Regions from separate parts of the Mus musculus genome. Here region 2 is linked to region 1. A link is a contact called in public ChIA-PET data. All regions are on one chromosome and are shown on one strand. Each heading gives the region's core, a stretch centred on a gene start, on an enhancer-like site or on the middle of the called end of the contact. The rest is flanking DNA. Distances are from core to core; before and after follow the strand shown. Region 1 has its middle 32 kb from the start of Gm41164. Region 2 overlaps Mtmr6 (myotubularin related protein 6).

The links. ChIA-PET counts read pairs in DNA pulled down with a chosen protein or histone mark.
Region 2: a contact with region 1 is called in an RNA polymerase II ChIA-PET map of memory CD8 T cells, with 15 read pairs. The contact joins two enhancer-like sites. A contact is called at or near these places in 1 of 484 Hi-C or Micro-C datasets (CD4 T cells), 2 of 115 datasets of contacts at active chromatin or transcription factors (CD8 T cells and memory CD8 T cells) and 1 of 9 other capture datasets (adipose tissue).

Annotation. Positions count from the first base shown.
Region 1 is chr14:60,128,022-60,133,693 of GRCm38.p6, forward strand. No RefSeq gene overlaps it. Among named protein-coding and RNA genes, the nearest start is that of Gm41164, 32 kb to the right of the region's middle. Within about 2 kb of position 1,665, at least 61 of the 459 cell types and tissues checked have an H3K27ac peak or open chromatin away from gene starts, as enhancers often do. A contact at or near this core is called in memory CD8 T cells, where this site is marked.
Region 2 is chr14:60,268,695-60,275,108 of GRCm38.p6, forward strand. All of the region lies in intron 1 of Mtmr6 (myotubularin related protein 6), which reads left to right. Among named protein-coding and RNA genes, the nearest start is that of Mtmr6, 6.7 kb to the left of the region's middle. Within about 2 kb of position 5,122, at least 39 of the 459 cell types and tissues checked have an H3K27ac peak or open chromatin away from gene starts, as enhancers often do. A contact at or near this core is called in memory CD8 T cells, where this site is marked.

The DNA.
Region 1 (5,672 bases), core at 415-2,914:
CAAAAAATGGGTTACCTAAGAGGAGGAGAAAGGGGGAAGGGAGGACAGGAGAGGAAGAGGAGGGCAATGAGGAGAAAGGAGGAAGGAAGAGGAGGAAGAGGGGGTAGGAAGAGGTGCTGGAAGAGGAGGAGAAAGAGAGTAGGAAGAGAAGAAAAAGGAGTCTACTTAGCTACTCCCAAAAGGAACTTAAGCAAGATCCTGCCTCTCTGAGACCCGTTCCGTAACAAATGCCTGCACACACTTGTTTCATGCCCAGAGCATCCTACGGCAGCCCTCAGAGTCACTGCAGGCTCTTCGCTTGCTCACTTGTTTGGCTTCTGCTGTGCTGAGATGGAAGCCAGTGTCTTGTGCATGCAAGGCAAGTTCCCTGCCGCTGAGTTACTTGTTCAGCCTCCAGTGATTATTTGTTTGTTTGCTCTGCTGTTTCCAGTTCCATGCATGTAAGGTGTAGTATTGCTTGTGTAATTTTTAAGTTGCCACATAGTTAATTTATTTTTAGAAGAATGGGGGAATTCTAAAGATTCTTAGCCAGTAACATTGCTTGTAGCATACCCATGAGGGCCTGCATCCATGTGCAAAATCCCCAGCTTCCCTGGACTAAAATGTTGGGCAAGGTGGCCCATGATTGGAATCCCAGTGCTGAAGAGGTGGAGGCAGGAGGCAAAGTCTACTTGGTGAATTGTAAGCCTGTCTCAAAGAGCAAGGGCGCAGCCCCTAAGTATTAAACTTTAGCCTCTATATGCACATGCGAATACACATATGTGTACACAGGGGAAGGGGGAGTTCTTTGTCAATCCAGCATATACTACACTTCATGGTAAGATCATAAGTCCAGGAAATTGAATCTAAAGTTTGTAAATGGAAGAAAAACATAATCAAAACCAGTAGTTATCCCCATGGATATGCTTTTGTAGAGGATACGTACAGAATTTTTGTAGCTGTGCCATTTTAAATCCTAAGTTACACGTGTCCTTTCGATCCCCAGCTTCCTGAGAGAAGGTGGCACTTTCAGGTCGTTGTGGAGTTACACCTGCCCTGGCACCCACTCCCACCACAGTGCCTTCCCCAAGTACTTCCTGAGGCTTCATGGGACTGTGTTTATTACAACATAACTCTTTATAGATTAAACATTAGACCCACTTTAGTTATTACCCCAAATTTTATGTTTGTAAGATCTCATCTACAAGCACATCCCTTTTGCTATGTGACAATCCTGGAGATGTGACATTGATATAGAAATACTATTCAACACAATATCCAGGGAGACAGAAACCCCTTATTCAGCCCCTGTCCCAGCCACAGGCCCTCTGGGTTTGCTCAGCTCACTGTTTCTGATCACATGTGGTCCAGCTGTACGACCTGCTTGCCTATATCAAAGCTCTTTTTCTTCAAATGATTTTTTTCCCAAGACAGTGTTTCTCTTTGTAGCCCTGGCTGTCCTGGAACTCACTCTGTAGACTAGGCTGGCCTCAAACTCAGAAATCCACCTGCCCCTGCCTCCCAAGTGCTGGGATTAAAGGCATGCGCCACCACTGCTCGGCTCTTCAAATGATTTTGACATGTGGAAAGGAATAAACTCAAAAGTGAACTCTATACAGTCCCCCACTCAGATTTCAAAATGATGCCCCAAACTGTATCTTCCAGGATACGCATGTGACTGTGTTTATCTAGAAACCTTCAGTTGAGCCTAGGATGCGGTGAACCACAAAGACCAGCTAACATGACGTAAGTGCACATGCCTTCTAGAATTATGCAGTCTGTCTCAGTTCCTTGCTCCATTCAAGATCATCTTTATTGATTGTTAGAAAATGCAGAGTTCCAGGACCTATGCAGGGCACGTGTCCCTGGCACCTTATCCCAGGATGTTCCTGCCAGATTACAGCTCGCTCCATGCTCCATTTCCTACCATCCCATCTTCTAGTTCTAATCCAACATGCTTCCTAAATAAGAGAGGTTTGAACTAAGTACCTTATAGTTGATGGCTAACTAAGCCCCTGGCTGCTGCTGGCTCTCAAGCACTGCCATCTGCTTGTCTGTGACATGACAGATTTTAAAGTTTTTCATTTTAAGTGTGTGTGTGTGTGTGTGTGTGTGTGTGTGTGTGTGTGTGCACATATACACATGCTTGTGCTATGGCACATGTAGAGGTTAGAGGATTACTGGGGCTTCAGGCTTGACAGCAGACACATTTCCGGACTGAGCCATCTCGCCAGCCCTCTATCTGTTAAAATCCCAGCACTTTTGTCACCCAGCACACAGCCTGAGTGATGAGGGAGGTACACTGAGCATTACTGCAACCTCTGGCTCCTGGTTTGTGATCTGCTCCCTGCTTTACCTCCTGTTCCTTCCCTCTGTGACAGAACACACACAGCCAAAGGACCCTGGAAAACTGAGCAGCACACGAGACATAAGGCCACACATGCAGCTGACTTAGTAGGTGCCAAGTATAACATATTTTGTTTCTACTTTTAAAGGCCCTGTAAGGAAACATTGTCAACTCTGAGCTCCCACAGCAGGTAGAGCAGAAAACCTAGACTGTAGAGGAAGTCTGCCTTCAGGTCCTCAACCCCACTGCTCTCTCATGGAGCAGAGATAAAGCAGGGCTAAAATCAACAGCCAGGATAAAGCACTTCAGCTGTTGTTACGCAGTGCCTCCCACAATGATAATGCGAAGGTAGGAACACTGTGCACTGCATATACAGAGGATGCTTCATGGTCCTCAAGACAGCATCTAAGCTAGCAGACAGGGTTCACGCTGTGCTACTCCCAAATGCAGCATCCTAACCTTGAGAAACCAGAGAAGCAAGGAAGGTCATTCTGACCTCTCCTGCCCCTTTCCCTCCTAGCAGGAAGACCCTCGTGAGAGAGACGCCCTTTCGCCAGCCAGAAGAAAAGAAACTCCCAAGGAATCTAAGCAGACAGCCCTGGCTAATTCAGCAAATCCATTACCATCAGCAAACTCATCTCAGCATCCTTTCCTGTCAGCCACACTTCTCCATGACCACACTCATCTCGTCCAAATGTAAAACACACGAGTTTATCCATCTTTATTTCTGAAGGCTCCTGTGTCCTGGACAGGTGTATGCTTCTCTCTTGTTGGTCTGTCTTTTGTGGTGGGGGACCTTAGCTGTGACCCTAGTGAAGAGCGAGCCAAGGAGACTCTTTGCTCCCCTACACTAGGCAATCAAACTTTTCTCCATGTTTAAAATCAAGACATCTGGAGCGAAGTGATCGGAGCTCTGAGGAGATGTTAACAAGAATGCAGGTCCCTGGGGACAAATGCCCAAAGTCTCTGCATGACTGATAACAGTGGGGGCATGAAATTTGGAACAGTCATGTGTCCTAGCCAGGATGTGGGAGCCTTTCCAACATGAGCACATGAAAGCTCCCACCTGCAGTCCCACCGTTGGTTCCGGTGCACTTGCCCACCCCTCAACCAGAGGTTCACTGTACAGAGAACCTCTCCATCAGAGGGTATTTCCCAGTCTTATCACAGAGCCTTGGGGCGGGGGTGGGGTGGGCTCTAGCACACTTAAATACATAAAGCCAAGGAGGGGAAATGTGAACTTGAGTAGAAAACCATGAGTTTTAAGATCACACTCTCCAGGGGATTGGATCTTGGTGTCTCACTGTCTATGAACGGAGGATAAGCAAAGGCAAGCAATTTTGCTCTTATCTGCAGACAAGGAAGTGGTATTTATCATCACCTCGTCCTCCATCCTGTCAAAGGCGCCCAACTCATTTCAGTATTTGTGCTCACTCCCTCTTAACACTATCTTCATAAGCGTGATGATGATTCTATGCTGGAGACAGAATCCAGGTCCTCATGCATGCTGGATGACTGCTCTACTCCTGAGCTACCTCCTGAATCCAACTTTGACGTTGTATCCATTAACACAGTGTGAAGCAAGATCAACAGGAGGCACAGCAGCCTGACCCCAAGGAGAGCAGTTCTCAGTGGAGGCCTGGAGTGAGTGCTTCCATTAATCTGTAGAGTTTGAAATCGTTCAAGGACATTTCATCTGACCTATTTGACTTAGATCCCTCATGGTTCTGGAACAATGCTAGAGACATTGTTACAGGAGATCAAAGTCTCCCCCTAGTGCACTCCTGAGGGTTCAACCACACAGGAAGTTATATGCTAGGCAGGGAATCATTAGCTCCATATTTGAGAATCATGAACTTCTTGAAGCACATAAAGGAAGGAGCTAAGAAAGTCTGTTAAAGGAAGAATAATTAGTATGGTGGGAGGGGTTTAGAACTGTATGAGTTAAAATCTGCAAGGCTAGGGTACTATACAAATGAGACAGAGAAGCCAACAGTGGTAGCGCATGCCTTTAATCCCAGCACTGGGGTAGCAGAGGCAGGTGGATCTCTGTGAGTTCAAAGCCATCCTGGTCTACAGAGTGAGTTCCAGGACAGCCAGGGATACATAGAGAAACCCTGTCAGGAAAAACAAAAACAAACAATAACAAAAACCAAGTAAGACAAAGAACCAGTTAATTTTTCTCATAGACATTTTTAAGGCCTACTAGCCAATGCCACAATAAAGCTGAGGTGACATTGCAGCCAATGGGTGTTACTGCCTATCCCTCGAGGCTTAGAAGGTTTGGTGTGGTTTTTTTCTTAAAACCTTGGCTTTACATGTATTGGGACTTGTGGGAAAGGCAGGTATGTACCATGGACCATGGGTGGACAACTTGTGAGATTTGGTTCTCTCTTTCTACCTTCTAGGTGTCAGGGTTGTCAGGCCTGGTGTCAAGCATCTGTACCCACTGAGCCGTCTCAGCAGCCTAGATGCTTTAATTCTGTGTGTAGTGGCTGTTAGTGACTTGGGATTTGTTGATGAATGAATTTGCTAATGAATTTGTTAAATGAATGAACACTTGGTGAACATAAATGCTGTGTCAGGCACTCTGTTAGCATAGAAAGCAGTGTTTCTCGGTGCAGATGGTGAGGGCTCCTTAGGGCCAGGCTACTGTGCTTCCCCATGATCTAGCACCTCACTGTATTAAAGGATGAACGTACTTGAATTGTATTGAGGATGTAGTTCAGGGGTAGAGCATTTGCCTAGCATGCATAAAGCCTTGGTTTTCACCTCTGATCGTTCTCTCTCTCTCTCTCTCTCTCTTTCTCTCTCACACACACACACACACACACACACACACACACACACACACATGCTAGTTGAATCATTTCCACTGCTTTAAATGCAGATTTTCAGGCTTGCACCCAAATATAACAATTCAGACATTAATCAAATTAATGTCTCATTAATTACTCTCAAGTTGGATATCTGCTGAAATGTAATAGTTCCACTATCAGATATAGATCACACAATCACACAATTGGACTACAGGATCACCAAATTTGCTATAATGAGCTCCTAGCCTATCTGTACCGTGGAGTTAATATATTCATGTTATTTGCCTAATGGGATGATACAATAGTCCAATGGGATGATGAATGCCCAAGTTATCTGAATGCTTATGAAAGCAAATACTAACTAGGCCTCCTAACCTTACATTCTTTCCAGTCAGAGTATGTGAGCCAATGAAGACATTTCAGTATCAGTTCCGTTTCAGAAAATAAATGTGGGACAGGAAGAAATACAGCATAATGAGCCCAATGACCATGAGGCAAAGAGCCACGTGGCCAGCCACCCTGAGCTT
Region 2 (6,414 bases), core at 3,872-6,371, 140 kb after region 1:
CTCTCACTGAACCAGATGCTCAACCTTTCAGACAGGCTGGCTGAACTCTTTAGATCGCTTGTCTTTGTTCTCCCAGTGATGGGGCCACAGGCACATAAAACTATGGCTGGCTTGCTACATGGATGCTGGGAGTTCAACCTTAGGTCCTTGTGTTTGTTCTTACTCACTGAACTCTCTCCCCAGACCCGAGAACTCAAAGATTGTTTTTTTTAAATTATTATTATTTTTTTATTAGATTCATTCATTTTATGTGTGGGTGTTTTGCCTGCATATATGTTTGTGCACCATGTGTGTGCTTGGTGCCCAAGGAGGACAAAAGAGGACAAGATTCCCTGGAACTACAGTTACTAATGATTGTGAGATGCTGTTTGGGGTGCTGAAGCAACAGATACTTTTACCTAGTGACCTGTCTTTCTACCCCCAGTTTTGGCTTTAAAGATTTTCATGGGAATGAGCGTTTTGCATGCCTGTTTCCCACAGAGTGGTTAGCTGCCTTTCTAAATCTTTGCCTTCACGCTGAGATAGGAAGCTGGGTGCTCAACATTGCAGAAGAGCAAGGTGAAGTGCAACTGAAAAGTCCCCACTGGATTTATGACTCAGTAATACTCCTTTCCTTCTTAAAAAGTCCATAATTGCTTCACTAATAATGTATGCTGCCAGGTGTCATCCAAGCTGAGGACACAGGATCGAAGAGCCACTGCCCTCACTTGCTGTCTGCCTCACAGTGTAAGGTCCTCTGCCTTTTCTACAGCTAGTTCTTCTCAGAGATGTCTGTAGAAGGCTCTGAAAGTCTCAGGAGATCCGTGGCTAGCGACGGGGAGCAGTGTCCCCAGTAGCTGACTGTGCTTTCTGCGCAGAAGCCACAGCCCACAGCATGACGTAGCTGTGGAGGAAGTGCTGTTCTTCATCACAGAAGTTGGTTGAAGAGAGGGAAGAACAGGTCTGAACTTCTATACTCTAATTTTCTGAGTATGATGGTCTATGTTTTTCATATCCAATGTCTTAATCAGTTAAGTTTGAATTTTTCCTGTTAGCCATCAACAGAGTGACCACACTTCCCAGTTTCTTTCCCCTTGCCCCATTGTTTTTCGTTCTTTTGCCATTTGCCTTTCCCCATTTACCCTTTGCTTTCTAAGGATCCTGAGGCTGTTTTTATGGTGCCACAAATAGTGACCTAAAATTGTTGTAGTTACTTCCAAAACAGGTACCTTAAAATATCTGGGGGAAATGGGAAGGAGCTGCTTGCTGGGCTCTGGTCTGGCTTTTATTTATTTTTTTTATTTTTTTTATTTTTTGATGATTGTAGCAAAGAAAAGTTTTTGGAGAAGGATTTACAATAAAGGGTAGAATGTGTTTCCCAAACTACTCATTCTTCAGCACTTTAGGCAGAAAGTAAATGTCGTGGTTTAATTTCAGATTGATGTTCTCATTCGCTCCGTCCATATGCTGAGACACTATAGAAGCTGCTGGTTAGGTGTAATGGTTGCATTTCCTGGGTTTGATGTAACCTGGCTCTGACTAAAGTAGTGATTAACTCTCCATCAACTGTACTCAGGATCGGCTTTTCGGACTCACTTTCTCCTGTCTGTGCCCAGTCTGCAAGTCAACAATAATGAATAGACAGTCTCCCTCCATGTCAGATTCTTTCTCTCTGCTCTCTCCAGCTTTACTATTAGACAACATGGGCTTCCTCTCTGCGTGCTTCCTCCAGGCTCCATCATCTCCCAACCACGCCTCCACTGTTTCCTTACTCCTCGGTGGTTCCACCTGCCCAGCCGAATTTTCTCTGGGTTGATACTGTCAGTACTACTGCACTTAAAGGCCTGTTTGTGTTCCTTCATCAGATAAAATGCAGGTGTGTCTCCTCCAAGAATTCTGTTTTCTCTGTATTACTCTCAGTGAAGAGAGTGCTTTAATTCTTGCTCTTGGGAAAGGGTATTTTACAGCTTTACAGTGCATTAAGTACTAAATTTTCTTTATTTTGTGTGGCAGTGGGGCAGGGTGGGTTGAGGGATATGTGCTGGGGCACACGTGTGCTATGCATGGCATATGTGTGTGAAGGTCAAAGGACAGCTTGTGTCTGTTCACTCCTTCCACCATGTGTGGGCCTAGGAATTGGATTAGTGGTCAGACTTGGGTAGATCTTAACTTGCTGAGCCATCCTGCTGGCTATCGAAATTGGTTTTTTGTTTGTTTGTTTGTTTTTTAAAGATTTATTTATTTTAATTTATGTATATGAGTACACTGTAGCTGTACAGGTGGTTGTGAGCCTTTGTGTGGTTGTTGGGAATTGAATTTTTAGGACCTCTGCTTGCTCTGGTAGGCCCCCACTCGCTTCGGTCAGCTCCAGTCAGCTCTGCTCGCTCAGTCTCTGCTCACTCCAGCCCAAAGATTTATTTATTAGTATACTGTATACTATACTAATAATGCACCAGAAATTCAGATGCACCAGAAAAGGACGTCAGATCTCATTATGGGTGGTTGTGAGCCACTATGTGGTTGCTGGGATTTGAACTCAGGTCCTTTGGAAGAGCAGTCAGTGCTCTTACCCACTGAGCCATCTCGCCAGCCCCCTGAAATTGGTTTTTAAATACCACATACACTTTTCCTTTCTCACTTTGTTTTTGTTTTTGTTGTTGTTGTTGTTTTATTGTTTTGGTTTTGTTGTTGTTGTTTCCTGAAACAGGGTTTCTCTGTATAGCCCTGGCTGTCCTGGAACTCACTTTGTAGACCAGGCTTGCCTCGAACTCAGAAATCCACCTGCCTCTGCCTCCCAAGTGCTGGGATTAAAGGCGTGCGCCCCGCCACCACCACCTGGCTCCTTTCTCACTTTGAACTTAGTTAAAATGAGAACTAGCAGCCTCAAGCTGCCTTACCAGATAACTGCAGTAATTTTTGAAAACATTTATTTAGTTTATTTCAGCATCTCGTTGCTTCTGTTTATAGGGCACAAAGGGTACGTAGAACACTTGGCATTCATTATCTAATCTGTTCCTCTCTTAGGAGTAGTTGCTTTTATTTAAAAGACAATGGAATGAGAGCAAATAGGTTAACCTTAAGTTACCCTTTTCTTAATACTGTGTATTTATGTACATGTTCAAGAACTTGGAGTGAGTGTGCATGCCTGTGGGTGTTTGTTTAAAGGGCTAACATTATAATAAAACTATTTAAAAAGTGGGAGACTTGGCCATGCTGAGCCTTAAGTATTTAGGGCACTAGTCTAAAGGTAGACAGGGGAGGAGCAGTGTGAATTGAGGAGGAGCAGTGGAGAATCCAGACTGCAGAGTAGAAAGACGGTTGTTGAGTAAGAATGAGCAGAGCTTCTGAAATACTGTCGTGGTCCTATTCCTCCATCACATGGTAGAGTTGGGGTGAGGCTGGGGACTGGCACCTTTGCAGTTTGGGAGGTTATTCCAATGAACAACTGGACCTTGAATCTTGAACAGAGCCAACCAAATTTAAAGATCTAACTTTGAGGTCAGGAAATGTGCATATAGATCATTACATCATTTTCAACTGGAATTTTCACCTTGATGTAGACCCATAAGAATCCCATAGTTCTCCATAGTGCTCCGAGAAAACACTTGTAAAGTATTCTAGAGTACTCTAAAACAGAATTTTTCTCTGTGTAATAATGCGAGGACAGAGAATTAGACTTCCCAGTAAGAACTGTATTACCAGAGTAAATAGGTGGATAGATAGATGGACAGACAGACAGTAGAGTAAGTTCAACAATCTGAAGCCTAGTAGTTTTTCTATTTATTTTTAATTTATGGCTCATACATGGATTCCTGAATGAATATTTTCTGGTCAGCCACTGTAGAAGGTAAAGGCAGCATGGGAAAATAACAGAATAATGAGATAAAGAAGAGTCCTATTTTATAAATCCCTTTAATGATGTCAGCAAAGGGCCACTGCTATACTGGGCATCTTCCATCTGTTTTCCATTATGAGAAGTAAGTTCTCCGTGGCAGTTCATCTGGAGTGAGTAAACCTCCATTGTATCAAACACTATTCTCGCCACCAGGAGGGACTCAGAAAGGAAGACAGACAGTGCTTGTCCTGAGGTATGTATAGTTTTTAGCGGGAGAAACAGACCCTTGAACAGGCTTTTGTTTTAGCATACTGAGTACTCTGATTTTGGTGGAAGGAGCAGAGCTTGAAGTAGCTGAGTAGTTGAGTCAAGACGTCAGTAGGATGATTTCCAGTGCTTTTGACTTAATGTGGATGGTGTGACATAAGTCACATATAAAATGCAAAATGAGAGGAAGGAGGGAAATGAGCACGTTTTAATTCTTAAGATGTTCAAGTGCAGATAGCATAATACCTGGCTAAGTGGTCAGTTGGGAATCAGACAACACAAGGTTGGAACTCCTGTCCTGATTCTATGTAGTGTCCAGTTGTCTTTAGGTTATAGGTGCTACTGGGGCTGTGAAAATGAAAATTAATAATTTATGTCAGGCATTCATCATAATACTATGTCAGGAAATATTCTTACATGGATAGCAGACAGTAAGAACTCAGAGTTCAGTCAGATACCAGGGATCATTAGCAAAAGGCTGAAGTAATGATAATAAATAAGATGCATATAGAGAATGGAGCCTTAGCTGCCCAAGGTGGGGCCTGCCTGTCATGCCTCCATCCCAGTCACAGGAGGCTGCAGCAAGAGGCTGAAAATGTCCAAGGCCTCCTGGGCTACCTGGCAGAACGACCTCCCTGACACTTCGCCCCAAAGGGGAGTGGACCCTTGAGCAAAAGCAATAGCGAATAGCAGATGAATCCCCATCTGGTGTGTAAGATGCCTTCCTGTCTTGTTTCCTATTTTTGAGACTGGCTCTCGATGTGCACTAGTTTTGGTAGAGACATAATCTGTACTTCCCTGCCTCGGGCACTGCAGGAGACCAGTGCAGCATAGGACATAGTATGTACTGGGAAAACAGAGCTGTGAAGGACCAGGAGGACTGGAATGAAAGCTGTGAGATTGTCTCCAATAGCAACGAGCTTTGTAAGTGATTGTACCTTACAGAAAACATGTCCCTCCATTTGAGGTTGGGTGAGACGAATTTACTGTCTTTTAGGGATTTACAAACCAAGAAGCTTCTCACGGACTTCCCTTAAAGCTGACTTCCTGTTTGTTCATAGCCCCACCCTGGAAACCCTTTTTTATTTTTCTGAGGCGCTCTTTGAAGTCCTACAAATCATTGATCTTCCCAGTGGTCTTGGTACTTTCCCATAACACTTAGCTCCATGCATGGTCACTACTGTTCTTCTTAAAGGAAGTCAGTTCAGAGTGCCTGTTGTGTTCTGGTCATTGTTACTGGTTGGCTGTGCCCCTTTCCAGCCAATGTAACTAAAAATGAAACGTAATATAAGATTTTATTTGCATAGTTAAGACAAAAAATTTAGTATAGCTACTTTACACTGGAAACTCAGAAATATGGTCTAACATACAGCTCAGGTCTGACCGTAGATCTGACACTTAACAAGTGACCATTTTACATTGACATCAAGAACACAGGGGAGCCTGGTGTGGTGTTGACAATTCTGGACAATTGGAGAGTTAAGGAGTTGGTCCTGTTTATCTTTAAATATATTTAAATTGAAGTTCCAATTTTCAGTGTAGCTAAATGAAGCCATATGTGTGTGTGTGTGTATTTTTTTTTTTTAACTTGAGGAAGAATTGGCCCTAAACATTGAAATAAATATTGACCTTCAAAAGATACCTTTAGGGAGCAGAAAGCTTTCCTACTCCTCCCTGCCCCCACCTCCATCCCTTGCCATTGACGTTGAACCCATGATTCTCTTTCCACAGCCTTCCCAATGCACAACCACACTAGTCTCCTCTGTGTTCTTGATGTCAATGTACAAATGAACACTTGTTACATACCAGATCCACTGGCAGTCCTGAGCTGTATGTCAGACCATATTTCTGAGTTTCCAGTGGGAAGTAAATTTATTATCTAAATTTACTAAATTGATTATCTTAGCCATGCAAATAAAATCTTATACCGCATTTTTTAAGTTACACATAAGTTTTAACTTATTTAAACGATGATGTTACAATCGAGAATTTGCACCATGGTAGTAAGAAATAGGGAATGGAGAAGGGTGAGAAGCTGATCTTAAGTGGTGGCTATTGATTACTTTGGGAATAATCATTTCATAATGGTAGTATTTTCTTCTTTAGATGTTTAGACAAAAATAAATATATCTGGAAAGTATAGAATTAATGATAAAAGCCAGGTGTGGTGGTGCATGCTTTTAATCTTAGCACTGGGGAAGAAGAGTCAGGCAGATCTCTTAGTTCAAGGCCAGCCTGGTCTAAAGATCAAATTCTAGGACAGTTAGGGGTACACAGAGAAAGCCTGTCTAGAAAAACCAAAAAAGAAGAAGAGGGGGAAGAGGTGGAAGAGG